Regions from separate parts of the Cricetulus griseus genome. Here region 2 is linked to region 1. The links are chromatin contacts, called in public Hi-C maps. All regions are on one chromosome and are shown on one strand. The core of a region is the stretch at or near the end of the contact, and the rest is flanking DNA. Distances in the headings are between cores, read along the strand shown. Region 1 holds the start of Snrpa1 (U2 small nuclear ribonucleoprotein A'). Region 2 holds the start of Tm2d3 (TM2 domain-containing protein 3).

Region 1 (5,980 bases), core at 1,290-3,789:
TGAAATGTATACAGAGCAACATGTTTTAAATTTAAATTCAAAGTTTAGTATCAACTACGAATACTAAAGATCTCTGAAGATAGCAAGTAAGGTCAGACCAATGCCCACGTTAGTCTCCCAATCTCTTAGAAAAAGTGCTCGATTCATTCCTCCCTTTAAGAAGAGACATGGAGAGGCTGGAGCACTGGCTGCTCTTCCGGAGGACCCAGATTCTATTCCTAGTACCCACATGAGAGCTCACAACTGTCTGTAATTCCAGCTCCAGGGAACTCACACCCTCTTCTGGCCTCCAAAGGCACCACAATGGTATACAGATAGTGCAGACACACTTGCAGGCCAAACACTAATATACATAAAATGAAAACTAAAAACAAATCATGTCTTTCTTCAGGGTACATTGTAACATCTTTTCAAGGTAGAAAAGTATTCTCACTAGCAGACACTCACCAAATTCTGTTGTTGTTCACTAATAATGTTTTCAGTCTTCTCAATAAAGGAAAACCATCCAGTTTCCTGATCTCATTATCAGAAAAATCAATAGCATCAAACTGGTCTAAGGTAGCACCTAAATTTTCAATGACAGGGATTTTATATCCTGTAGAGGGGAAAAATACATACAGCAAATATTAATATAAATGAAAGGTCCTGAAAACAGTAGGAGCATCTGATTGTAATTAGACTCAAAGTACTCATTCAAGAAGTATTAAACCGGCACGGGTGCCATGTCACACTCTGTACAAAAATACTGAAGATAAGTGACAAATGAGTTACAGGGTCCTTACTGCCTCGAAGCGTGTGGTCATGCAGTAAACTTGAAGAGGAGGTTGAAGGCAAGAACAAGAACACAGGCGTATACTTAGTAATATTGGTGTCCACTGTTTATGAGAACATCTACAAGGTATTTACACTGTTCAAAGTTCTTAAGAGTGTCAGGCTCTATGTCAAGTTAACACTGCTTACTGTTAATGCTCAAGTCTTGCTGGGACACTGGTGACCAGCCTTCTAAACCATTCACATAACTCAGCAGTATATCCTCATGCTATCCTGACTCACTCTCTTCTCCACCAGCTCCAATTCAGAGCTGAAAATGGTGTCTATACAACCACAAACCACACTGTGAACATCCCCTTGATTGTCTAATGGGCATAACCATCGAGCTAGGTGCCAAAGGAAGAAGAGAAACTTAGTACACAACTTTCACTCAGTTGTGAAAGAGCGCAATAAAATAAGCTTTATCAAGACTGCATGGTCTTCAGAGATGCAGCAGAGACCAAAACTGTGTGCCAAGACAGTAAAAGGGTTCAGATACCTCTGAAATGGACTTTTGTCTGAGAAAGCTAATGTCTAACAAAAGCACTAGGATTTTCTATAGGTCAGCAAGGCATTTTAGCAAATGGCAGAGTATAGTCCCCGAGACTGTGGTTGCCTCATGACACAGTTATATAATCCTAACCCCTTTCAAAGCCATCTCCTGAAAAGTAGATAACTGCACTTTCAATGCTATATTTTGTTATTATTGTCATTTTCTTGTTTTATTCGACACAGGAGACTAGGCTGGCCTCGAACTCAGAGATCCGCCTGCCACTGCCTTCCGAGTGCCGGGCGTGTGCCACCGCTGCCCAGCTAATGCTGTGTTTTGTTTTTGTTTTTTTAAACCAAGCTCTACTCAACAGGTTAGTGTTCACCACCCCTCACATGGGAGTGATGACTATAAGCCTTGGTCAAACAGATCAAGCTAGAAAACACCTTCTTATAAAAGTGAATTATCAGGGGCTGGGGACCTGGTTCTGTGGGGCGAGTGCTTGTTTATCAAGAACAAAATCCTGGGTTCATCCGCAGCACCATATAAACATGGGGCACACGTTTAAACCCAGCGCCGGGAAGTGGAGGCAAGAGGGCCGGAAGTTCGAGAACGTCCCTAACTACACAGCGGTTTGAAGCCAGCTCTGAGTACAGGAGACCCTGTCTCAAAAAACAAATGAGCAGACCCAAAATGGAATTATTGTATAATTAAGATAACTTTGACTTATATCTAATCTACCCTCACGTGTCATATTAACGCATTTGCTAAAAACCAGCCGGTCGCGGTCCGGAAGATACCATTTTCTATTTTCCTGGCCCTCAAACAGTTCAGGCTGCTGAGCATGCCGGGCAAAGCCTAACGAATACGGACCCGGGAAGGAACGGAGAAGCCGTGTCTGTTAGCGGGAGCGGGTAACAGACGGCTCCAAAGGGTCCTGAGGGACCGGCGATCGGAGGAGGTACCCTAAACCCGGGCGGGAGGCCCCCGGGCCAGGCTCCGGCCTCCGCGCACGCGGCGGGGCCCGCTCCTCCCGGCCTCGCGCCGAGCCCGGACACAGCCCGCGATCCCCCTAACTCACCGCGAAGATCCAGCTCGCGGTCCCGCACAGCATTGGTGTACTGCGCCGCCTGCTCGATCAGCTCCGCCGTCAGCTTCACCATCCTGCCGCCGCCGAGTCCCCTCACCTCGGCCACCGGCCTGCGCCTCCCGCCAGTGCCGTGTCCCAGGGTGCACCGCGCCGCGCTGCCAGACAAAACCAATCGGAGCGGCGCTCACCTCGACCACCAGGCTAAAGCAATCGATCGAAGGCACCGCCGGGCGTTGCGATCGTCGTCTTTGCTTCTTGGTTCTTCTTGGCTGGTGCGTTCCTGGAGTGTGGCGAGCCCAGATTCCAGATATTTGTGTCCAAAAGATAAGAACACGAGAGAGGCACTCTCACTTCAGTGAACCTCGAGGCTGGGGTATTTGGGATTGTCCAACAGGGGGCGGACACTCCGCCAAAGCTTCAGGGATTCAGGTTTCTAAGATTTGCGGTCCAGCAGAGACAAGGCTGGGCCATTCGGCTGGACTGCCTTAAGATGGGCAACATCCGAGCTAGTATGGTCACCTTAAAGCCTCAGGGTGGACTTGCGGCGTCTAGACATTTAAGTATTGATGTCGAGGGGCTAGCCAGAGAGATGGCATAGAGGTTAGGGGCACTTGCTGCTTTTGCAAAAGACTTTTGCAAAAGGAGTCTCATTTCAGTACCCAGTTGTGCACCTCACAACTGCTTGTAACTACAGCCCCAGGGATTCGTCGCCCATTTCTAACCTCCTCGGACACCGGCAATCGCAAACATAAAAATAAAATAAAGCTTAAATGATATTCATATTGTAAACTGGGCGTGGCGGGGAACGCCTTTAATCCCAGCATTTGGGAGGCCAGATCTGTGAGATGAGACCAGGTCATTCTGATCTACAGAGCGAGTTCCAGGGCTATGCAGAGAAAACCCGGCTTGAAAAAAACCAACAACAGCAACAAAATTCATATGAAGAGCAGGGGCGTACACACATCAGAAACCTGACATTTGATGAATGCCAACAGAGTGAACACACACACCTGCAGAGCCTTGGCCTCTGTCCCCAAAGACGGCCAGGAACCCAATTCTACGAATTAGTGCGCTTATTTTTTATCTTAGCTTATTAATTAGTGTATATGCCACTTGTTTGTGGGTGCCAGGGGAGGCTTATGGCCTGAGATTCCCTGGAACTAGCTGTTGTAATCCTGTGGACATGTGTATTACAGGCTGAACTCCAGTCCTCTGCAAAAGCAGAAAAGCATTCTTTAAATCTTTTTTTAAAATTACCTGTGTGGTTTTGTGCACATGGGTGAAGATACCCACAGACTTCAGAGATGCTAAATTCTCTGAGATTGGAGTTACAGGTGGTTGCTGGAAATGAACTCAGGTCCTCTGAAAGAGCTGTAATGGCTAAGTCAGGGGATGACTTTGAACATCTCACCTCCCTGCCTCCACCTCCAAGTGCTGGGATGATTGGATTGAGCTCATGTAGTGGTGGGAGTGGACTCTGAGTTTCTGTGCATGCTGAGGCAGGTACTCTACTGAGCCACATCCCCAGCCCTGATTTTGGTTATTCTAAGACAGGGTTTCACACTGAAGCTCAGGCTGGCCTGTAAATCACTGCAATCCTCCCAACTCAGTCTCCCAAGTGCTGTGGTTACAGATAGGCACCACTGAAATGGCTAAGGTAATGCCATCATGTCCTGACTCTGTTTTGTGCCTAGACATTCCACAGCTTCCTCTCCCTCTCCAAGGGCCACATATCTTGGCAATGCTTTTGGGACTGTCCATGTCACCGATCATGGTCCAGATGTATGAAGCAGAATAACTGATGTTTGTGCAGGCTAAAATATAAAATTCAAATAACTAAGACAAAGTGCAAATCAGAAGTAATTGTCATGTGGTGTCTAGAAAATACTACTAAGCTCTGCAAAATGACAAATGTTGTGTTGATCCCCCTCAATGTGAATGTGAATGTGGTTTTAGTCTTTTAAAATGCTGTACTCCTGAGCTTCAACACCAAGAGACTCTGAGGTCACTCTTGGTTGCTGGCTAATAATGGGACTTAGATACTCCTGCTTGGCTTAGTAATTGTGATTGTCAATAACTATCTCACATGGATCATTTCACCACCATACCCAGCAGATCATTGCACATTTTTGTTTGTTTGTTTGTTTGTTTTTCAAGACAGGGTTTCTCTGTGTTGCCCTGGCTGTCCTGGAACTGGATTTTTAGACCAGGCTTGACCAGAACTCCAAGATGCATCTGCCTCTGCCTTTGAGTGCTGGGATTAAAGGCAAGTGCCACCACCACCCACCTATGATCATTGCATTTGTGTGTGTGTGTGTGTGTGTGTGTGTGTGTGTGTGTGTGTGTGTGTGTGTTTAGTAAATGTGAGTGCATCTACTTGTGGGCATCTGGGGGGGGTAGAGAAGGGAGTAGGTGTCTGACTCTAGTACTCTCTGTCTTATTCCCTTGAGACAAGGTTTCTCACTGAACCTAGAGGTAGGCTGGTAGCTGGGCGTTGGTAGTGCACGCCTTTAATCCCAGCACTCAGAAGGCAGAGGCAGGCAGATCTCTGTGAGTTCCAGGCCAGCCTGGTCTCCAGAGGGAGTGCCAGGATAGGCTCCAAAGCTACACAGAGAAACCCTGTCTCAAAAGAACAAACAAAAAAAGTGTCTACAGGTAGGCTGGTGGTAAACAAGTCCCAGTCCCTCAGTGATCCTTGTGTGTCAATGTCCACTTTATCCCCCAGAATTGGGGTTATAGGCCCACAACTACCACACTTGGTTTTTTATGTGGGTCTTGGGGACTTGAACTCAGTTCTCACGTTGGTGCAGCAAGCACTCTTCATTGCTGATCCCTTTCCCTACCTCTTGGTCTTTCGTTTTGATATGCCATGCATCATTCACCAAGAGACTCTGAGGTAGTATGCCTCAGAGAAACTTAATGACAGAAAGGTTTATTTTAGCTTACAACTAGGTATTACATCTCCCATCATTGTGGGCATGATGCAAAAGTCATGGCTGTAGTCATTTGAGGCAGCTGCTCACATTGCTTCTGCAGTCAGGAAGTAGAGAGAGGTGAATATTGTAATCGGCTCACTTTCTCTTTTATTTTTTTTTAATATGGCTGTGAACCCAGTTCATGGGATAGTATTATCTTTATTCATAGTGGATCTTTTTCAATTAAACTTATGGGGAAATACCTTCCTACCAGACATACCTCACTAATGCAGTCTGCTGGGAATCAATCTGGAATCAATATAGGAGGGAATCGACCAAGATATACTTGTTTCCCCCATCTAAAAATTAAGTTGACTCAACACCATATTCAAAGGCCATCCTTTCCACACTGCTCTCCAAAGCCACTCTTGTCAAAACCAAGTTTCCAAACTTGTGGCAGTGTGCTTTTGGACTAGCTTTTCTGTTCCATGGGTTTACTTGCATAATAACATAGTGTTTTAATAATACATGCTTTATAAAAGAACATTCAAGATTTACTTTTTATCATTACCTCAGTTATGCTTGTCTTTTAAAGCTTTTAAATGCAAAACTCTGTTCCATGGGTTTACTTGCATAATAACATAGTGTTTTAATAATACATGCTTTATAAAAGAA
Region 2 (6,283 bases), core at 1,703-4,202, 350 kb after region 1:
CAAACAGGTATAACCTGGTATAGAAGGAGGTGGAAGATTTTACTTATAGTTATGTTTATTTCATTGTGGTATGTATGTGTTCTCATGTGTGTCCACTTGTGTACCTGCACGTGGAAGACAGAGACTGACATGCAGTCTCTTCCCTGATAGTTCTCTACAGAACCTGGAGTTCCAAATTCAGGTTCTCAGGCTTACACAACAATTGCTTTACCGACTAAGCCGTCATCCAGTCCTAGATTCAGCTAGAAGGGCTGGCCAGCCAGCCCTCAAGGTCCTCTTGTGTCTGCCTTTCCAGCGCTGGGATTACAGGTGCACACAACCATGTCTAGAGTTTTACACTGGTGCTGGGGATCCAAACTCAGTCTTTGTCCTTGCACAGCAAGTACCTTACCAAGTGAGCTATCGTCTCAGCCCAAGACTTTCATTTTTGGAAAATTAAAAATTGGCTGTGGGTCAGGTGTTGTTGAGGGCAGGGCCTAATGCATATGAAGCATGTGTTCTACCACTGAGATATACTCCTAGAACCAAATGCAATAGTTAATACTTTGCAGGAGAGATGGCTCAGTGGTTAAGAGCACTGGTTGCTCTTCCAGAGTTCAATTCCAGCACCCACATGGCAGCTCACAACTGTAACTCCAGTTCTAGGGTACCCGGCACTTTCACACAGACATACATGCAGGCAGAACACCAATGTACATGAATAAAATAAATAAATAAATTTAAAAAAAGAAAAAATACTTTGCAGCAGTCACAAAAGACCACAATCAAATTATTTCTGGATATATCCCAGCACATGTCTGATTCTGACCAGTGTAAGCTACATTTTTAATGCTATACTCCATGCAGTTGGAATGAGTAAACTACAATACTTACAACGCAGGTAACAGAAGGTTTCACTGTACAGTCAAAAGTGACAGGCTTCCCATAAGTACAGGAGAAATTGGTCGCACACTCTATACAGTCTGCAGGAAGGCGGCTACACAAACCATTGCTTGGACACTTCATCATGTAAGGGGGGATTTCAGTACTTTCTGTGAGGTGGGAGAGCAGCTTATTCTCTATGAATAGTGATCAGAAGAAGAGTGAAAGACAGTGGAGAGACATCATTAGCCATAAACGACAATTTTCTAAGGTGGAGACACCAACTATTAGCAATGACACATGTACCCATTGGACACCTGCAATCTAAGAGGGGTTCTGTCACCAGCTAGCTAGAACCTGGTAACTTGTGTGACATTAGTAAAAGCCATTTCATCCGTGTCTACCAAGTGGCTATGAAAACTGAAAGTGCTCATTGATAAAAGAATGCAGGGAAAGTGCTGGATCCAAGTTAAAGGACTCAACAGCTCCAGGTGCACAGGTGAAAAACTAGAGCTTGGACAAGGCAGAGTCAGTCCATGCAAAATCCCAGAGGGAGTATTTGACAGAACCAGAACCAGAATACACATCTCTTCAAATCCAACGCAATGTCCTTTTACTGGTAGAATTTACTGGTAGAAAAATGAGACCACTGATACCCAATTCTAGAAAATAACTGTTGTTAGTAGGTATGCCAAAATAATAATCGAAATACCTCTGCCAGTTTCAAGTCCAAGTCACTGAAATATGGAACTTTAAAAGCCCACAGAGCCAGCATCCACTTAGCAAAACAGGAATACTTGAAAAATGGACCAAAGTGGTCAACTCTGTAAAATAAATAACATTTTCCCCCAATAACTATCTCCATGAGACCTGAGGCTGGACGGTTCAAATCACAAAACGGAAATGGTCACAGGTCAGGCTAACTACAGTGGCCGGAAAGATTGAGGAAACAAAGGCCCCAAAGGGGTAATATCCTCTAGCTCTCAATAGTACGACCCCACCCACCCGGCTTATACTCCAGGTATTCAATCAGCCTTCGAACAGCATTGGGGAGGCACTGTAGACTTCTTATTTTTAATTCAAAGGAAAGTAGCAGTGGTTAAGGAACTGGGAGACAGTAGAAAATAATAAACAGAAATGAGGAGTGTGGGGCTGGATGAAGAGGTGAGTCATAGATTTCAAAAAGGAATCAAATATCAAACCGGTGGCTATCTGCCCTTAATTTGCATATCTAAATAACACATTAAACGGCCAAAATAGAAAGGTGACTTGTTATCTAAAGAAATGTTTATCGAAAACAGAGAAAGGGGAAACCTATTCGATAGAAATATGCACATTTACCAGAATAGAAAATGTCTAGTACCTGCTGCCCTGGGAACTATTGTGAATGTGCGTGTTGGGCCCGGATCCTTTATTGACTGAGCCAGCGGCTGCGAATGCTCTAAATTTAAGGATCCTACAATTAGAGAAACATGTTATCCTGGGATATGGTACCCTTGGTTTGTGTGCTACTCGGGTAGGGGCTGCGCAGGGCAGATATGGTTCGTGAAACGGAAACGACCGGGAGGACTGGGGTTCTGGGCTACGGCCGCTAGGGAACGCGGGGCTTTCCGGCCCGGCTGGAGCGCGGCGCGGCCTCCGCCCGGAGGGCTGGGGCGCCCGGTCGTCTGTCGCCGGCCTCCCGCGGGTCCTGGGGCCCTCGTGCCACCAGCTCTCCAGGTGCGGCCCCCGGCCTTGAACTCACCATCGCCCGACAGAATGTAGCACTGGGAGAGGAAGAGCAGCACGCGGGACAGGCGGCGGACAGACCGCAGCGGCTCCGCCGCAGCCTCCATCTTGCCGGTGCGCGTGCGCACTTCCGGGCCAGGAGGCGGGGCTGTGGGGCGCGCCGAAGGGGGCGTGTCCGGGCGCGGCCCGCAGGCGCACTGCTGCTGGGCTCCGGCTCTGTGGTGGGCACCGCGGGTTTCCAGCACGGTGGCCCACGGCCGGAGGTGACTGGGACCTGAATCGCCCTCACGCTCTTTGAAGAGGGGTCCCTCTCTTTCCACTGGGAGACGGCGGTAATGATGTTACCCATTTGATTTCAGCTGACCCATACAGCTAGGGAAGTAGCTCCAAGAGGGACAGGTGGTCAGGACCCAGGACTTTGGCTTTACTACGTTTCACCAAAGCCTAACTTTGGGGGACACACGGTTCTTACAGTTCCTCTGAGACTGGAAAAAACAGGCCAGGCCTCAGGGACCTAGGACAAGAGCCGAATGTGAGGGATTTTTTTACGTAAGAAGAATCCCAGCCCTGCCTGACCAAGAGAAACCACCAACCTTGAGGAGGGGAGCTGCTCTCGGCAACCTGCACTGTTTCCATCACACATACCTCAGGAAACATGCTGTTGATATGCCTCTTCTTCCCTATGCCTGTATTTTGCTGACAAGCACTCTGGAGTCCCCAAACTCCCCATTCTCCCACTTGTACATCTGATAAGTGATAAAGTACATGAAATGGCGCCTGGCATCCAACAAAACCAAAGTAAACGTTAGCTTTAAAAATGGTCACAATTTGCACTCTACCCCTTCACACTGCTCTCATCTATGACACTAACTGATTAATATGTCAAAGACAGGTTCCTTTCTGCACTTAATTTGAATTCTGCAGCACCTACTGAAATAAACCTGTAACTAAATTCTCTTTGGCATACAGCTATTTTAATTATGTTCCAAGACAGTAAGGTTTGGAACCTAATTAAATCCTTTCAGTTAAAATCAGAAATACAGGGGCTGGAGAGTCAAGAGTACTGGCTGCTCTTCCAGAGGACCTAGGTTGGATTTCCTGCACCCACATGTTGGTTCACAACCATCCATAAGTAGAGTTCCAGGGATCTGGTACCCTCTTCTGGCCTCTGTAGGCATCATGCACTCCTGTAGTGCACAGACAAACAGGCAGACAAAACAACCATACACATAAAATAATAAAAAATAATTTAAAAACTATCAGAAATACAGTCCAGAGGCAGACATAGTTGAGATCCTATCTCATTAAAAAAAAAAAGTCTGAAATACACTTGATTCAACAAATAAGTGAAACTCCCCAGTAATTCAAACCTAGGAAAGCAAATGTGGCGTGGCATATACATTGCAGAGGTTCTAGAAACACTGTGCGATGCATTTTATTTGGGACTTTACTTTTTTCTAATGATAAATAAGAAATTGTGGTTTAGAAGCAGTAAAACTGCAACTCTTAGCCTACAAGACAAATAACAGATTCCACAAAATTTCTTTGAGGTTCATATTCCTTTGTCACTAACAAAATATTAGTACTTCTCTTAACATTGCTAAATGATGTAACAATTCCAACCTTGGACATGAAATTTTAGTGTAATCTTTAGTAAAACAGCCATAGAAATACCTGAGACATGTGTATTAGAAAATAAGACACACACACACACACACATACCCATGTTCAAAAAGGACCATGGGCTTTTATTTAAAGTCTATTTTTGTTGTTGGTTGAGAGGTGGCAATTGCTGGGGATGAGCCCAGGGCCTCATACATGCAAGGCAGATGCTGTAGTCACAAACCTACAGCCCCCAGCCTGGAAGCATGACTACTGAGAAACAACACAGCATAACTTTGATAATTCTCACTAGTGTTTCCCTCTTTGAATGAATACCATTTTACCAGTGAGGTCTCTGAAGTCTTGATCTCTTGTGAATTTCTCCAGCTTCTCCTATTTAGTCTCAGAACACAATGAATTAAAATAAAATATGTATATATCAAATAATCATTTTCCTTTTAGATGGACTCATTAGTAGCCCCAAGGTTCTTAGAAGTACTAATATCTTAAGTTCTCAGAAAAACATAGAAATACAAGGAACAGACTTCAAAAGTCTTCCTCAGCATTTAGAGTACGCGATTTTTTTAGGTTCTTCAATTTTTCAATGACAGAAGCTACTGAAATTTCTCCATGAATTTTGTTGTCTCTTGTTCGAACATTTACTGCATTATTTATCTTTTCCTTTTCACCAACCACTGTAGAAAAGAAAGTGAAATAAACATGGTTAATATTAATGATTTACCTACCATGAAGTTAACAGTCATTTGGTTCAGTCTGAGTTTCCTCTCAATATTACTTACTAAACTTCAGTCTATTGAGCATTAGGTCCTCCCTCAATAGTTAAGTGTATTGAGGGGAGGGATGGCATCTATGCCTCTTTCCTGTCTAGTTCAGAATACACTATTGTGGTCTTGGGACACAAATGGGAAGGGAACTTTTACAGACATCTGATTCTTTCTATCCTATTTGATGATTCCAAGGAAATATCATGTGGCTGGATCCAGGCAAGCCAACCAGAATTTTATAGAATGTGGGGGAAAGCCTGTTTGTTCTAGTAATCTATCTGTGAGAAGATGCAGGAATCTGCACCCATGTTTCTTTCCACACAGAAAGAAGAAACTGTGAAGTGGAATTAAGAGACTATTCAAAAGTATAAAGGAAACAGAAGTATAAAGGAAACAGAGCAAAACAGGAAACAGAAATGGAGAGACATGGTCCTAGTGAGGGCTGAGTTCCTGGTTACCTTTTCAATAGCTTGGCTATTAATTCTACCTTTCTGGTCATCAGTCACTCTGGCACCTTTCCAGTAAGATAATACAAGATTTATAACACAAGAAAAAGCCTAATGGAAACATCCAATTCTTTCTACAAGGCAAACATTATCAGTGAACAACTGTTGACAGAACAACTCTAGGCATTTTATTTTTTCTTTTTGCTACAGAATCTTTTAACTTACAGGACATATCCATACCGTACCTCCAGGCATGTTAATATCAGTTTCTCTTGACTTTATTGTTAATTTTTATTTCTTTTTTTAAAACCAAATTTTTGGACTTTGTACCCAATTACATATCTCTGAGAATGTTACTTAATCATCTTTTCTTTTGATCATTTAAAATTTTGAATCTTTTCTACATATAGTTTAGCCCAAGTTTCTAATAAACCAGAAAATCAAAGGGGAGCATCTGGGCCTTGCATTAGGGTGGGGCAGGTGTCTGTCTCCATTTGGGCTTAAATGTTAACTGCTGCTAGTGATGCTGCACTACAGACTTCTTGTGGAGCTGCAGGACACTTCCTTGTACACTACAATTCAACAGTCAGCTTGACTTGGGATAAGTAGTTACAACATCTTCCTCCTTTTTATTTTCTTTAAGTAAAGCCCCAAGCCAAGCATCTGAAAAAGTGTATAAGTTTAAATTACCCAAAATAAAATTATACTGAGCCAGCTGTGCATTCCTTATCTTCTTATTTAGTGTACAACTCTCATCTAAGTCCACATCAGCCATAAAGCCTTCTTCAAAACATTCCTTGGACACCTAGAAGATAGAGAGATATGTCTGTCATTATGTTCTTTATGGTATCCAGACTCCAT

What was found. Hi-C and Micro-C count contacts between places; a contact is called where the count stands out from the background.
Region 2: a Hi-C map of the CHO-K1 cell line shows a contact between it and region 1, with 4 times the contacts expected there. The contact joins the promoter of Tm2d3 here to the promoter of Snrpa1 in region 1. A contact is called at or near these places in 6 of 8 Hi-C or Micro-C datasets (the CHK-Q cell line, the CHL-YN cell line, the CHO-K1 cell line and 2 more).

What each region holds. Positions count from the first base shown.
Region 1 is chr3:131,214,132-131,220,111 of CriGri-PICRH-1.0, forward strand. Snrpa1 (U2 small nuclear ribonucleoprotein A') reads right to left here and starts at 2,540. Exons shown (of 9, transcript XM_027408099.2): 1 at 2,382-2,540; 2 at 448-595. The coding sequence starts at 2,463.
Region 2 is chr3:131,568,007-131,574,289 of CriGri-PICRH-1.0, forward strand. It overlaps Tm2d3 (TM2 domain-containing protein 3), which reads right to left and starts at 2,953. Exons shown (of 4, transcript XM_035442464.1): 1 at 2,606-2,953. The coding sequence starts at 2,938. It overlaps Tars3 (threonine--tRNA ligase 2, cytoplasmic), which reads right to left. Exons shown (of 19, transcript XM_027408092.2): 18 at 6,113-6,227; 19 at 4,299-4,886. The coding sequence ends at 4,738.